3 separate regions of the Sus scrofa genome follow, and all the other regions are linked to region 1. The links are chromatin contacts, called in public promoter capture Hi-C maps. All regions are on one chromosome and are shown on one strand. Each heading gives the region's core, a stretch centred on a gene start, on an enhancer-like site or on the middle of the called end of the contact. The rest is flanking DNA. Distances are from core to core; before and after follow the strand shown. Region 1 holds the start of PPIB (peptidyl-prolyl cis-trans isomerase B). Region 2 holds the start of CSNK1G1 (casein kinase I). Region 3 holds the start of PCLAF (PCNA-associated factor).

Region 1 (3,969 bases), core at 659-3,158:
AAGGCAAAAAAAAGACCAAAAAAAGAGAAAAAACCCAGTTACCTACTAACCAATGGAAAGTTGAAATACAAGCTCTTTTTTATTTTTTGGGCCATGCCAGCGGCATGCCAAAGTTCCCAGGTTAGGGATGGAACCTGCACCACACCTGTGACGACTCCGGATCCTTAACCTGCTGAGCCACCAGGAACTCCAAAACAGAAACTTTCTTATATAGGAAGGACATTCATTTCATTAAAACCTGGAAAGCTCTGAGCCCCTTACTCTGGTGCAGAAGCTACAGACTAGTTTCCATAGATGTTTTCTTTGGTTACCATGATGTCTCAAAGATGAAAACTTTTCTTAAAAAAAAAGAAAATAATAATCCTAATTCTGGATTCAGTTTAAAAAATTCAGTAGAGGAGTTACCATTGTGGGTCAGCATGTTATGAACTGGACTAGTATCCATGAGGATGTGGATTCAATCCCTAGCCTTGCTCAGTGGGTTAAGGATTTGGCGTTGCTGCAAGCTGCAGCACAGGTCACATATGAGGATCGGTTTGGCATTGCTGTGGTTGTGGTATAGGCCAGCAGCTGTAGCTCCAACTAGACCCCTAGCCCCGGAACTTCCATTTGCCGCAGGTGCAGCCCTAATAAGTAAAAAATAAATAAATTAATTAAAAAACCCAATAGATATAGTAATAGTGGGTTCCCTGTGCCAGAGGGCACAGCTGGTACTCTGTCACTGTTATGGATGGGGAAGTCAGTTTGCTGCCAGCCCTATATGCCAATTTCACTTCTTTTGAGCTTGGCTACCTCCACTCTAGCCACTTACCTCTCCTGTAGCCAAGGCCACAAAATTATCCACCGTTTTTGGAACTGTCTTTCCAAAGAGACCGATGACCACCCGGCCTATATCTTCATCTCCAATTCGCAGGTCAAAGTAAACCTGAAGAAAAAATACCATTTTGAACTTGGCCTCTTTGAAGGGGCCTTGCTAGGGAAGGGGGACCCAAGAAGCTACCCAGAGGATGGGAGAGAAAACAGCCATATTTTAGGAGCAGTGTTTCTAAATATGACTTTGGTAGCAACAAAAATCCCATGAAAATTTACGTTTAGTTTGTTGACAATCTCCTTAGACTACAGATTAACAACCTTTGCTCTAAATAAATAATGGGCCCAGATGATAAAATTTAACATCAAAAACCCTAAGGAGGGGAGCCTAAGCACACCCCTCAGGTTTAAAACTACACAAATGTGCCTTGTAATTGGAAGTGGCTACAACTGGACCTGAGTAGATAAAGGACTGGCAATTTGGCAGACGTAATCTTTCACCATTTCTCCAGCAGTGCATAAACGGCTCTGAGTCTTCAGTGCCAGCCCAGCTGGGCATCATGGGTGGCAAAGCCTGGGCCAGGGCCAGGCTAACGGGGAGGGTTCAGGTCAATCTCTGGTCTGAATAAGCGAGGACCGCTCAGGCGCCAAGAAGCACAGCAGAGAGACTAGAGAGGGGGCAGAGCCAAAGCCAAGGACGCCCAGGCCTGAGCTCCGGGGCCGTAAACGCCTCGGACACATGTGACTAGCGGCGCCAAGGCCGGAACCCAGGCGGCGAAGGGCGGGCCTCGGCAGGCAGGTCTGGAGAGGGGAGGGCGGACCTTGACAGTGACTTTGGGTCCCTTCTTCTTCTCATCTGCCGTGGAAGGTCCAGGCAACAGCAGGAAGAGGACCGAGCCCACGACTACGGCGGCGACGAAGAGCACCTTCATGTTCCGCTCCAAGAAGCGCAGCATCCACCGGGAAAAGCGAGCGCTACAGGGCTGCTGAGGCCGGAAGGGGCGGGGCGGAGCGGCGTGGGCCCCGGCGCCGCCACCCAGAGCAGCCGGGGGGAGACAGGGGTTCCTACCGGCCTCCAAGCGGAGGAGGGCCCCATTTCCCCCCTCTGAGTCGGCGCCAGATGGTAGGTCCCCCTGGGGGGCGGAGCTCGGCTCGCCGACTGGGCTAGCAGGGACGCGGGCTCGTGGGTGGCTGCCACGTTACTGCGGCCTCATTGGCTCCCCAGCTCGCCAACGCCGACCAACAGGAAGAGGGTCAGCGGAAGGCGGCGCCGGGAGAAGACACTATAGTTTCTAGTAGGCAGAGCCTGCACCCTCTCGCCCTGCCTTTGCGGGATTGCAAGTCCACTGGCAGGAGGTGACCGATACTTTACGTGAGGAAGGGCATCGATGGGGCAGAAGACACTTAGCGTTGTCCGTATTGGGACAGTCAAGGATTAGTCACCACCACATTGGATATAAATGTGATAGCCTCAAAGACTAGCGGCACGTTTCTGCCTACTCGTAGTATAACCATATACAGCGACCAGAATTCTACTCCTGTGCAAAACTTGCTTCACTTTTTTTTCTTTTTTTGGTAATAACCCATTGGAAGAAGGATCTGAAAAAGAGTGAATGTATCTATATGTAAAACTGAATCACTTTGCTGTACACCTGAAATTAACACTTTGTAACTGTTCATTTATTTATTTATTTATTGCTTTTTAGGGCCACCCCCGTGGCATATGGAGGTTCCCAGGCTAGGGGTCTAATCGGAGCTACAGCTGCCGACATATACCACAGCCACAGCACCATCAGAGGCGCCTCTGCGACCTACACCACAGCTCACCACAACGCAGGATCCTTAACCCATTGAGTGAGACCAGGTATCCTCATGGTTCCTCATCCTCATGGTTCCAGGTTGGATTTGTTTCCGCTGCACCAAGTTGGGAACTGCAACTCCAATTTTTAAAAGTCCTACTTTTTTTTTTTTTATTACTAATCTCTATCACAGTACTACGTTTTTTCCCTCTCCCTTCTCTAATTGTACTGCTGTGTTTGTCAATGCACACTTTAGTGTGTACTCTGGTTCTTTTTTTTTTTTTTTTTTTTTTAATGGCTGCTCCCACAGCATATGGAGGCTAGTGGTCGAATCAGAGCTGTAGCTGCCAGCCTATGCACAGCCACAGCAATGCCAGATCCAAGCCGCATCTGCAACCTAGACATCACAGCTCATGGCAACGCTGGATCCTTTTTTTTTTTTTTTGTCTTTTTGCTATTTCTTTGGGCCACTCCCGCGGCATGTGGAGGTTCCCAGGCTAGGGATCGAATCGGAGCTGTAGCCACTGGCCTACGCCAGAGCCACAGCAACGTGAGATCCGTGCCGCGTCTGCAAACTACACCACAGCTCACAGCAACGCCAGATCCTTAACCCACTGAGCAAGGGCAGGGACGGAACCCGCAACCTCATGGTTCCTAGTCGGATTCGTTAACCACTGCGCCACGACGGGAACTCCGCAACGCCGGATCCTTAACCCACTGAGCAAGGCCAGGGATCAAACCCAAAATCTCATGGTTCCTAGTTGGATTTCTTTCTGCTGCGCCACAACAGGAACTCCTGTACTCTGGTTCTTAACTTCCTTTCTTTACCTGTTTTCCAAGTAACTACATTTTTTGTGTGAGGAATGGACTGTGTTGCCCTTACTTAGTATACAGCTCTCCTAACTGCTGCAGGGCTAAGTGCACAACAAATATTGATTGGAACAGCATCACTGTTAGAAATGAGATGGGAAACAATACCTGCAACAATCTTAAGTTTAGTCTCCCTTCTCTAGAAACCTCCAGGAAAGTCAGGGATAGTAGTCAGATGTCCCCAAGCAGTATCTCAGGTCTCCAAACAGACTTGTTGTTCCCAACAGTCGACAACACATATACTTAAGAACTGGGAGTCTTACATCCTCCGGCCAAAAAAACCCCCGCACACTGACATCTTTCTGAAACTGGGAACCATAGCATTAAGTAACTGATTTTCAAATACTAACTTCATAGCAATTCCTGGTCTTCACAGCCCTGATCTTAGGTAGACATGGCTCCTTTTCCATTGTTCACCTCAGCAATTTGGTCTTTATATAAGGTGCCAACCTGATTCTGAAGTTATGCATGGCCCCTGACATTACCTTGT
Region 2 (4,514 bases), core at 1,162-3,661, 200 kb after region 1:
TTGCCGTGAGCTGTGGTGCAGATTGCAGACGCCGCTCTGATCCCGCGTTGCTGTGGCTCTGGTGTAGGCCGGTCGGTGGCTACAGCTCCGATTGGACCCCTAGCCTGGGAATCTCCATATGCCGCGGGAGCCGCCCAAGACCAAGAAATAGCAAAAAGACCAAAAAAAAAAAAAATTATGAAACCTATAAACTTCTCTAAAAAGTGATACTGAATTAAAACTTTACACCAACTTTTTGCACAAAAATCTATTATCTTTTGAATATAAAGTACATTTAAAAATTTTAAATTACAAACTACATTACATTAAAAAGCAAACTAGCTGAAAATCTGACATTTAATAGGTTACATACAACTGTATCATTTTAAATCTACAAAACAAATGATATAAAAACTTCTGAGATAATTTCTATGTCATCACAAATACTTCAAAGGCAAAAATTCATTCCATTTTCATTTATTTCACAGAATATTATACATATAAAATTCTATAAGTTTTGCTAATAAGCTTAAATCTACTTAACATGAATCATACTACTTTTGTTGATTTTAATCGTAAAATTAAAAGTACTTTGTTTTATGCCTCAATTTTAATTCTCTATAAAGACATGTGATGTTAATTAAGATTTATATACACTGCTTTTTAAATGTTTTTCTTATCAACCCATGCCATACACATCACAAATCTGAGAAAAACCTTTGAAACATCATTGGTCGTTTCAGTTAATTCACATACTTTTTAAGAAACTCCTGATAATTTGATGCTGCTTATGATCAATTTCTAGAAGCCACAGAAAATCCTGTTGTACAAATATGTTTTGGAATATTATCCAGTTCTGTTCCTATCTCAAACCCTAATCCATAAAACTAAGCTACCTTAACCGTGTTAAGATTATTAATAATTTATCTTTCAATTGGAAGGTGCTTCCATTTAAAGTGGGCTGTTATTTAAATACATTACTCCCCCTTACAACACTGGTAAGTATTTTAACTCATATTACTTTGAAGAAATTGTATCTCTGGTAAGTTCTTGACTTGTCCAAGGTCAACAACTAGCTAGTGGCAGTCCAGGTTCAATCCCAGATTTACCTAACCTCAAAGCCAATACTTCCACTTGACCACAATTATCTCCTTAAAAGATTAGGAGACAGGCGCAAAAGCAGAGAATCTTGTCTCTCTGAATGTTCACGCCTCTATTCTGAGACATCTATAATCACACAGTACCTACAATTCGGTCACTAACTGAAGTATACGTGAAGAGAATCATTCTGCTTCATTTAAACTAGGGCAGGCTTACTGGCAGATAAGAAAGATGTTGGAAAAGGCTTGCCTCAACATGTTTCGCCTAGACCTCTATATCTATACGGTTCCCCTAGTGTATTTTTTACAAACGCGTATCTACCAAACAATGCTAAGCTAAATTAGCCCATAGTTTGGAGCTTTTCAGAACTGCATTTTCTAAAATAATTTACACCAGATTTAATATCGAGATGGGAGACTTGGCTAAATATGCCATTCTGGCACTTGCCAAACATTCTAAGTATCATTGAGGGGCAAGAGAACCAGTTCCACCCTCTCTCTTTCTTTTACGCTGTGATGCCTGCCCACTTGGGGGGCGGAGGCGGTACCTCTCCGGTAGGACACCGGGGCCAGAGAGCACTAAAGGAAGAAGTGGGGGAAGCGCACGGAAATTGGGAGGAGGGAGGTCTCCTTACCCACTCTTCTGCCCTAGCTCTGCCAAGGGCGGCTCCCCGCAGTGCCCAGCCAACTCACAACCCCCACAACACTCGAAGCCGGGCTCTGTCCCAGGGGGGTGCCCAAGGGAAGCAGTCATTTGAAGCAAGGGCTTGTCCCAGCCACCCCGCCAGGGTCAATGTTCTCCTTTTGGATGGAGAGGATGCTCCCCCTTTTAGAGCTAACCCTCCAGGTGGCAAACTCCCAGTCCGCAGCAGCTAAGTCTTCTGCTTTCAAGGGGCGCCTTCTCCGAAACCTCTACCCGGCCACTCGAAACTCTCCGCCAGCGGCGTGCCCTGGCCCTTGCATTCCGTCCTTAAAACCCTTTACAATCAAACTCGCCGGCCTGCGCCCCACCCAGGATCTCGGTGCTCCCCTCCCCGACTCGGAGAAGGGGGCCCCCACCAGCCGGCTTAGACACACACACAACACCCTCAGGCTAGAGCCTCCCGGATCCCATCGAAGCCGGAGCGAGTACCTCGTCTGGCCGTGTCCTGGGGCTCAGATGGGGTGAGCGCAGTTCCCTCCTGGAGGCGCGGAGTGCTTCTCTACCCACCAGCAGCGTTGGCTTCTCTTTCCTAGGAACTGGAGGGAGGAAAAGTGCGGGAGGGGAGGGGGGAAGGCGAGGAGCCGAGGGGCGGCAGAAGCCGAACCGGAACTACTAGCGCTGGCCCCACCCTCAGCCCGGCGCAAAGCACCCGGGCGCTCCCGATAGGACAAACTTAAAGCTGGCAGTGAGAAATGTACACCACCACTTCCGGGTCATCCTCGCTACCGCCCCTCCTTAGCAACCGCGTGGGGTTGCTAAGCGGAAGTGCCTTCAAAGACTGCCACCCCCACTTCTTCTGGGATTACTAGAACCGAGCTGCGTGCGTGTGCTCCTCTGTGGCAACATACCCTTACCTTCTACTCCTGCTCCTATCTTGGGTGGAGCACGGGCTCGCCTGCCAAACACAGAGAGCCCACTTTAGTTTTCTCCTTAGCTGTACTCGCACTATTAGCCCCAGTCATTATTTACTCCAGTTCCCTCCCGCCCCGAATCCCAAGTGGCTCCTCCTAAGGATCTCTCTGATCCCTCGTTTCAGGCGGTTTAGCAAGCGTCTCCCTCTTGTGGATATTCAGTTGTGTTTCAACTGGATTTTTTTAGGTAACCTCCAATGTTACGAAAGCTTTTTCAAGCACTTGGTTCTCCTGTGAGAGCCCCTGAAATCGAAATCGAAGGTGAGAAACTTCTGTCTTCACCTATCTTGTCTTTTGTAAAGATTGCACATGTTTAAGATATGAAAATAACCGAACTAAATGGAAGGAGAAAACAAAGATTCGCTGTAAGTAACGTGAGTAATCCTTAAGAGAAAAAACCGTGAGGAATGGCCAAAGGAAGCTGGTAGTCAAGCTTGTGGAGAAAGACATTTAATCCACCACTGAGAATAAATTCTCATTCCTATACTGTGGACAAGAAAAAAGTGTTAATAAGAGACCTGATTTATTCTTGTCATATATTCTAAACCTAATACTGACTATTAGCTTTTTCATATTAGAATGAGAAAGAACAAGGAATAATGAGGCCAGAAAATGAGAAGGAACCAGAAGAGATTATAGGATCATGGAAACAAGTCTATTAAAAAACTCTATTCAGGAAGTTCCTGTTGTGGCTTAGCAGTAACGTGCCTGACTAGTCCATGAGGATGCAGTCAGTAGATCCCTAAAAAAGTGGGTTAAGAATCTGGTGTTGCCATGCGCTGCAGTGTAGGTCACAGATGCGGCTTGGATCTGGCATTGCTGTGGCTGTGGTGTAAGCCAGCAGCTGCAGCTCTGATTCGACCCCTTGCTTGGGAACTTCCAAATGCCAAGGTGCAGCCCTAAAAAGAAAAAAAGTTAAAAAAACAAACAAAAAAAAAGGTCTATTCAGGAGTTCCTGTATGGCTCAGTGAGATAAGGATCTGGAGTCACCGAAGCAGTGGCTCCGGTTGCCGCTGTGGGGTGGGTTTGATCCCTGGCCCAGAAAATTTTGCATACCTCATGCATAGCCAAAAACAAAAATTCTATCCAAAAAGTTATCCCCCTCCTTTCTATTTTCTTTTTAGGAGTTCCAACCATGGCTCTTTGGTAACCAGCCTCACTAGTATCCATGGGGACACAGGTTCAATCCCTGGCCTTGCTCAGTGGGTTAAGGATCAGTGTTGCCAAGAGCTGTGGTGTAGGTCATAGATACAGCTTGGATCCTCCGTTGGTGTGCTGTGGTGTAGGCTGGTTGCTGCAGCTCCAATTCAACCCCTAGCCTGGAAACTTCCATATGCCTCGGGCTTAGCCCTAAAAAGACCAAAAAAACCTCGTTAATTTCTTTTTACATTTTTAAAATTAAAGTATTATTGATTTACAATGTTGTGCCAATATCTGTTATACAAGTGACCCGGTCGTACATATATATACATTACTTTTCTTATCTTCCATCATAATCTATCCCAAGAGATTGGATACCTTGCTTATTGATATTATTAAAACCAGAAATGATAGGTGTCAGTATAAAATTTAGTTTCTGCTCCAGAATTTGAAATTCCTTTGAAATATCTCATAAGATGGATAGGATGCACTCAATAATAATTTACTCAATTACCATATGAGCAATATTGAATAATTCTTAAATTTTATGTGCATAAACATCATTTTAAATTTAAATTTTTTGTTTTAATTGCTCTTTAACCATTTATTTTCATTTAGTTTGTGACAAGTGCAAATCAATTAGAAACACAATGTACAATCCGAAACAGATATAAAATGTTC
Region 3 (4,527 bases), core at 980-3,479, 230 kb after region 1:
AAGAGAGATTTTAAAAGTTACTTAGTGTGCTGTTGTCTTTCATTTTCAAGAATACATATGTTTCTTTATATTCCAGAATATAAAAACTTACTTTCTCTTTGCTTTTCCCAATCCACTGCTTCCTGCTTCTTCAGGAATCCTATTCTCTTTTTCTGAATCTTTAGCAGACAGCCTGAAGAATTCTCCAATTCCTTTTTGCCACTTGGGAGTTGGGCGCACACAAACTGGATTCCCTCCTGCATACTTGTTTTCGGCTATAAAATATAAATGGATGGGACTCAATAAAAATCTCCATTCCTTAAAGGGAAACAATTCTTTATTATCAAATCTAAAGGGTATTAGGAGTTCCTTTGTGGCTCAGTGGGTTAAGGATCCAATGTTGTCACTGCTGTGGCTCAGGTTGAAGCTGTGCTGCTGCTTATATCCTTGGCCCAGAAACTTCCACATGCCCTGGATAAGTCCAAAATAAATAAATAAATAAATCCAAGTGTATTAAATGGTAGCAGTGCATCCATCTTAAATTGAATTTTATCTTGTAAATTATTTTTTTTCTTTGTTTTTTAGGGCTGCATCCATGGCATATGGAAGTTCCCAGGCTAAGAGTCATATCGAAGATGTAGCCTCCCGCTTTCGCCACAGCCTTAGCAACGTGGAATGAGAACCACGTCTTGGACCTACACCACAGCTCACAGCAACACTGGATCCTTAAGGCCAGGGATCCAACATGCATCCTCACAGATGCTAGTCAGATTCATTTCCGGTGAACGACAGCAGGAACTCTTTAAACTGAATTTTAAAATGTGCCACGATGGAGTTCCCATTGTGGCTCAGTGGTTAGCAAATCCGACTAGGAACCATGAAGTTGGGTTCGATCCGTGGCCTTGCTCAGTGGGTTAAGGATCCGGCATTGCCATGAGCTGTGGTGTAGGTCAAAGTCGCAGCTTGGAACCAGCGTGGCTGTGGCATAGGCTCCGATTAAACCCCTAGCCTGGGAACCTCCACATGCAGTGGGTGCGGCCCTAGAAAAGAGCAAAAAAAAAAAAAAAAGGAAGACAAAAATGTGACATGATAAAGCTATATTCAGGCAATAATACTTTATAATGTTTATCTTTTAGCCTAAAAAATAGAATTAACAAGATATTTATAAAATATAAATATTCTTCAGGAGTTCCCGTTGTGGCAGAAACGAAAAATGTTTAAGATGACATTGCGACAATGTGATTAGCACTGTCAACTATCATCCTAATTCTTTTTTTTCTTTTTTGACCTCCCGGATATGTGGAATTTCCAGGCCGAGGATTGGAGCCGCAGTTGGCGAGATCTTTAACCCAGAGAAGGATGGAACATGCGTCTGGGCGCTGAGAGCTAGGATCCCTGTTGTGCCACAGGGGGAACTCCTCATCCCAATATTTAATCTAGGAAGGGAGTGCTTAAATAGTCTCTTTCAAGGAAAAACCCAGCTGCCAATATTAAGAAAAATAAAAACGCTAAAGTAGAGGGGGGGAAAAAAGGTTGGAAGAGAAACTGTGTCTGTCCCCAACCCAAGGCTTCAGATTCTTTACCATTCGACCCAACTCTACCTCAGTCTGCCGAGAGACCAAGGCCCCCCTCGTTGTATCAAAGGGCAAGTTAGAAATTCGGGCCTGAGGCTCTCTGGAAAACAAATTCCACAGTGGGTTAGGAGGCTCGCAGGTCAGAACTGTGATGCCTGGCCTGATCCCCTTTTGAGAGGGTTCCTCCCAGGAGCTTGCAGGGGCGCTTTTTACCTTTCCTTGACGAAAGCGACGTGGAATTAGCAGAGGTGGAGGAACCCAACACCTTCCTGGGGGCTCGAGAAGCCACCACTGTGGAGAGAGGCAAAGGAGGGCATTCAGAAGAGAGCAGGCATAGTCTCCGACTGGAAGGAAGAGCCCCGCGATCCAGAACAGCAGACAACTGTCCCCTGTCGGAACCGCTTCTTCCTCCTGGTTAAAGGGGCCGGGCCGCTGCTTCCCCGCCGGCCGGACGAGTTTGCGGACGGGTCTGTGGGGAGCCCCGGCCTCTCCTGCTCGCCGAGAGCTGCCCTCCCTCCACCACCGTACTCAAATGCCTCACCTTTTCTGTAGGTGCCAGGGACACTGTCTGCTTTAGTCCGCACCATATTCGAAAACGAGATGAGAGCAACCAACCGTCTCTCCTGCCGAGGGTGCTTCACGGGACAAGGCCCCAAAAACGAATCTCCCGCCACAGTTTATATTGGTCTCTTTCCCGCGCGCTCCACGGACAACCCCGGGCCGCCTCTCCATTGGTTCCGCGCCTTTCACGCGCAACCAATCGCCAGCGTCCAGTGGTGACTGTGGTAGAGCTGGGCGCAGTGCTGACCCGTCTATCAATTTGCAGAAGCTTGTGATTCGTATCCGCTCGGAATGGGTGGTGCCAGGGCGCTTTGCTGAGGTGCCCCAGGTGTGGGTGCTAAGATTCTGAATTCTCTTCTAAGTGCCTGCTTAGAAAAGAAAATACCAGAAAGACAGCGAATTACAACATTTCTTCAAAAGATAACCACAGGATTAAATCCGTAATGATCGATTTCTGGACGTGACACCTGAAATGAGGCGGACTTTTTATTAACTCTGGCATGAACTTTCTTTACAGCATCCATAACTAAAACAATTATATGGAATGGGGATAAAAGAAGCTAATACAATTTATTTACGGGGATTTGATTTAAAAAAAAAAAAAACCTTTTTAGGAGGCTGTGAAACTGAAGGAAAAAACTTGGTGAATTGTGTATACATACATAAAAAGAAACATTATTTATAATAATAAAATGTTTTCCCGAGACCTGTCACGGTTTCAGAATACCTTAAATGTATGTCCGCGGCACACAGTGAACATTACTTTAGAATAAGAGCTAATAACTATTTTCTGTCCCAATGCTTATCCTAATTATTCACGATACCCCTGGGGAGTGATTTTTCACTCTGAATACCATGCACATAACCTGATCAAAGCCTTAGGATGCATTTTGTTAAATGTATACTTTAAAGGAAACCCTAAAAGTGTAAGCAGGTCGTTGGTTCTCGTCAATAAATTATGGCTGAAATTTCAGAAAAGTCTACTCAGTACTTTAACAGAATCAACAGCTACTGCGTGTTTCTGAAATACAGAATCTAGATGATATTAACATTATAACAGGAGGAAAGGTATTTCAAATTCCCTGTAGCTCTGGCCAAATCTAAAGAGTCTAAGATTACAGCCAAAGTCCTATCAGAAAAATCAACAAGCCCTAGAGTATCCCTAGTTGTTCTTTGTCATCAAGCTCCTCTCAATACACAATGCTTTCACAATACACCTTATTTCCTTTTCAGTTAATTGGTTTCTACAAAGGGCTGAGTTACCTAATTCCCAAATCCCATAGAGATCAGAGCTTCATAGAGAATCTGCTGGTCTTTTCCCTTAGTACATATGCCAAGTAAATTGCTACAAAAAATTGCAAACATATCTTTGCACATAGGGGCAGTCTACATGGTACTATAGCCATATTTATGTTTGTCTTTTTAATTACAATTATGATAAAGAAGGACACATAATAGAGTAAAAATTTAGGAAAAAGGTAGTGATGCATAGTAAAATTTTTTTTTTTTTTTTTTTGAGGGCCGCACCTGCGGCCTATGGAAGTTCCTAGGCTAGAGGTCCAATTGAAGTGTAGGTGGTGGCCTACACCACAACCATATCGATGCCAGATCCGAGCAGCATCACCCACACCACTGCTCATGGCAACAACACCAGGTCCTTAATCCACTGAGCAAGGCCAGGGATCTAACCTTCTTCCTCAAGGTTAGTAGTCTATTTGGTTACCGCTGAGCCACAAGGGGGACTCTGTCTAGTAAAAATCATTTTCTTTTTTTGTTTTTTCAGGGCTGCACTGTTCAGCATATGGAAGTTCCCAGGCTAGGAGTCAAATTGGAGCTCTATCTGCGGGCCTACGCCACAGCCACGCTGGAAGAGCGGTGTCTGTGACCTACACCACAGCTTACAGCAACCCCGGATCCTTAACCCCCTGAATGAGGACAGGGATAGAACCTGCAACCTCATGGTTCCTAGTCAGATTTGTTTCTGCTAGGAACGCCATGAAGGGAACTCCCCATGAGTTTTCTGTGGAAAGTTTTATTTGTGCCATATACTAGATTCTAGATTTGTGATATCATATATTTGTCTTTCTCTTCTGACTTACTTCACTTAGTATGAGAGTCTTTAGTTCCATCCATATTGCTGCAAATGGCATTATTTTGTTCTTTTTATGGCTGAGTAGTATTCCACTGTGTGTATATACCACATCTTCTTAATCCATTCATCTGTCAATGGACATTTAAGCTGTTTCCATGTCTTGGCTATTGTGAATAGTGCTTCAGTGAATAAGCAGGTGCATGTGCAGGAAAGCTTTGTCTGGATATATGCCCGAGTGAGATTGCTGGGTCATTTGGTAGTTCTATATTTAGTTTTCTGAGGTACCTCCATACTGTTTTCCATAGTGGTTGTACTAATTTA

What was found. Promoter capture Hi-C pulls out the DNA fragments that hold promoters and counts their contacts.
Region 2: a promoter capture Hi-C map of fetal liver shows a contact between it and region 1, with 2.1 times the contacts expected there. The contact joins the promoter of CSNK1G1 here to the promoter of PPIB in region 1. A contact is called at or near these places in 3 of 5 promoter capture datasets (fetal liver, fetal skeletal muscle and liver) and 1 of 2 datasets of contacts at active chromatin or transcription factors (alveolar macrophages).
Region 3: a contact with region 1 is called in a promoter capture Hi-C map of fetal liver, with 2.3 times the contacts expected there. The contact joins the promoter of PCLAF here to the promoter of PPIB in region 1. A contact is called at or near these places in 1 of 5 promoter capture datasets (fetal liver) and 1 of 2 datasets of contacts at active chromatin or transcription factors (alveolar macrophages).

The regions. Positions count from the first base shown.
Region 1 is chr1:107,884,602-107,888,570 of Sscrofa11.1, reverse strand. PPIB (peptidyl-prolyl cis-trans isomerase B) reads right to left here and starts at 1,908. Exons shown (of 5, transcript XM_021093880.1): 1 at 1,632-1,908; 2 at 812-925. The coding sequence starts at 1,766.
Region 2 is chr1:107,687,947-107,692,460 of Sscrofa11.1, reverse strand. It overlaps CSNK1G1 (casein kinase I), which reads right to left and starts at 2,411. Exons shown (of 14, transcript XR_002344535.1): 1 at 2,212-2,411.
Region 3 is chr1:107,657,211-107,661,737 of Sscrofa11.1, reverse strand. It overlaps PCLAF (PCNA-associated factor), which reads right to left and starts at 2,229. Exons shown (of 4, transcript NM_001244997.1): 1 at 2,095-2,229; 2 at 1,767-1,844; 3 at 92-254. The coding sequence starts at 2,140.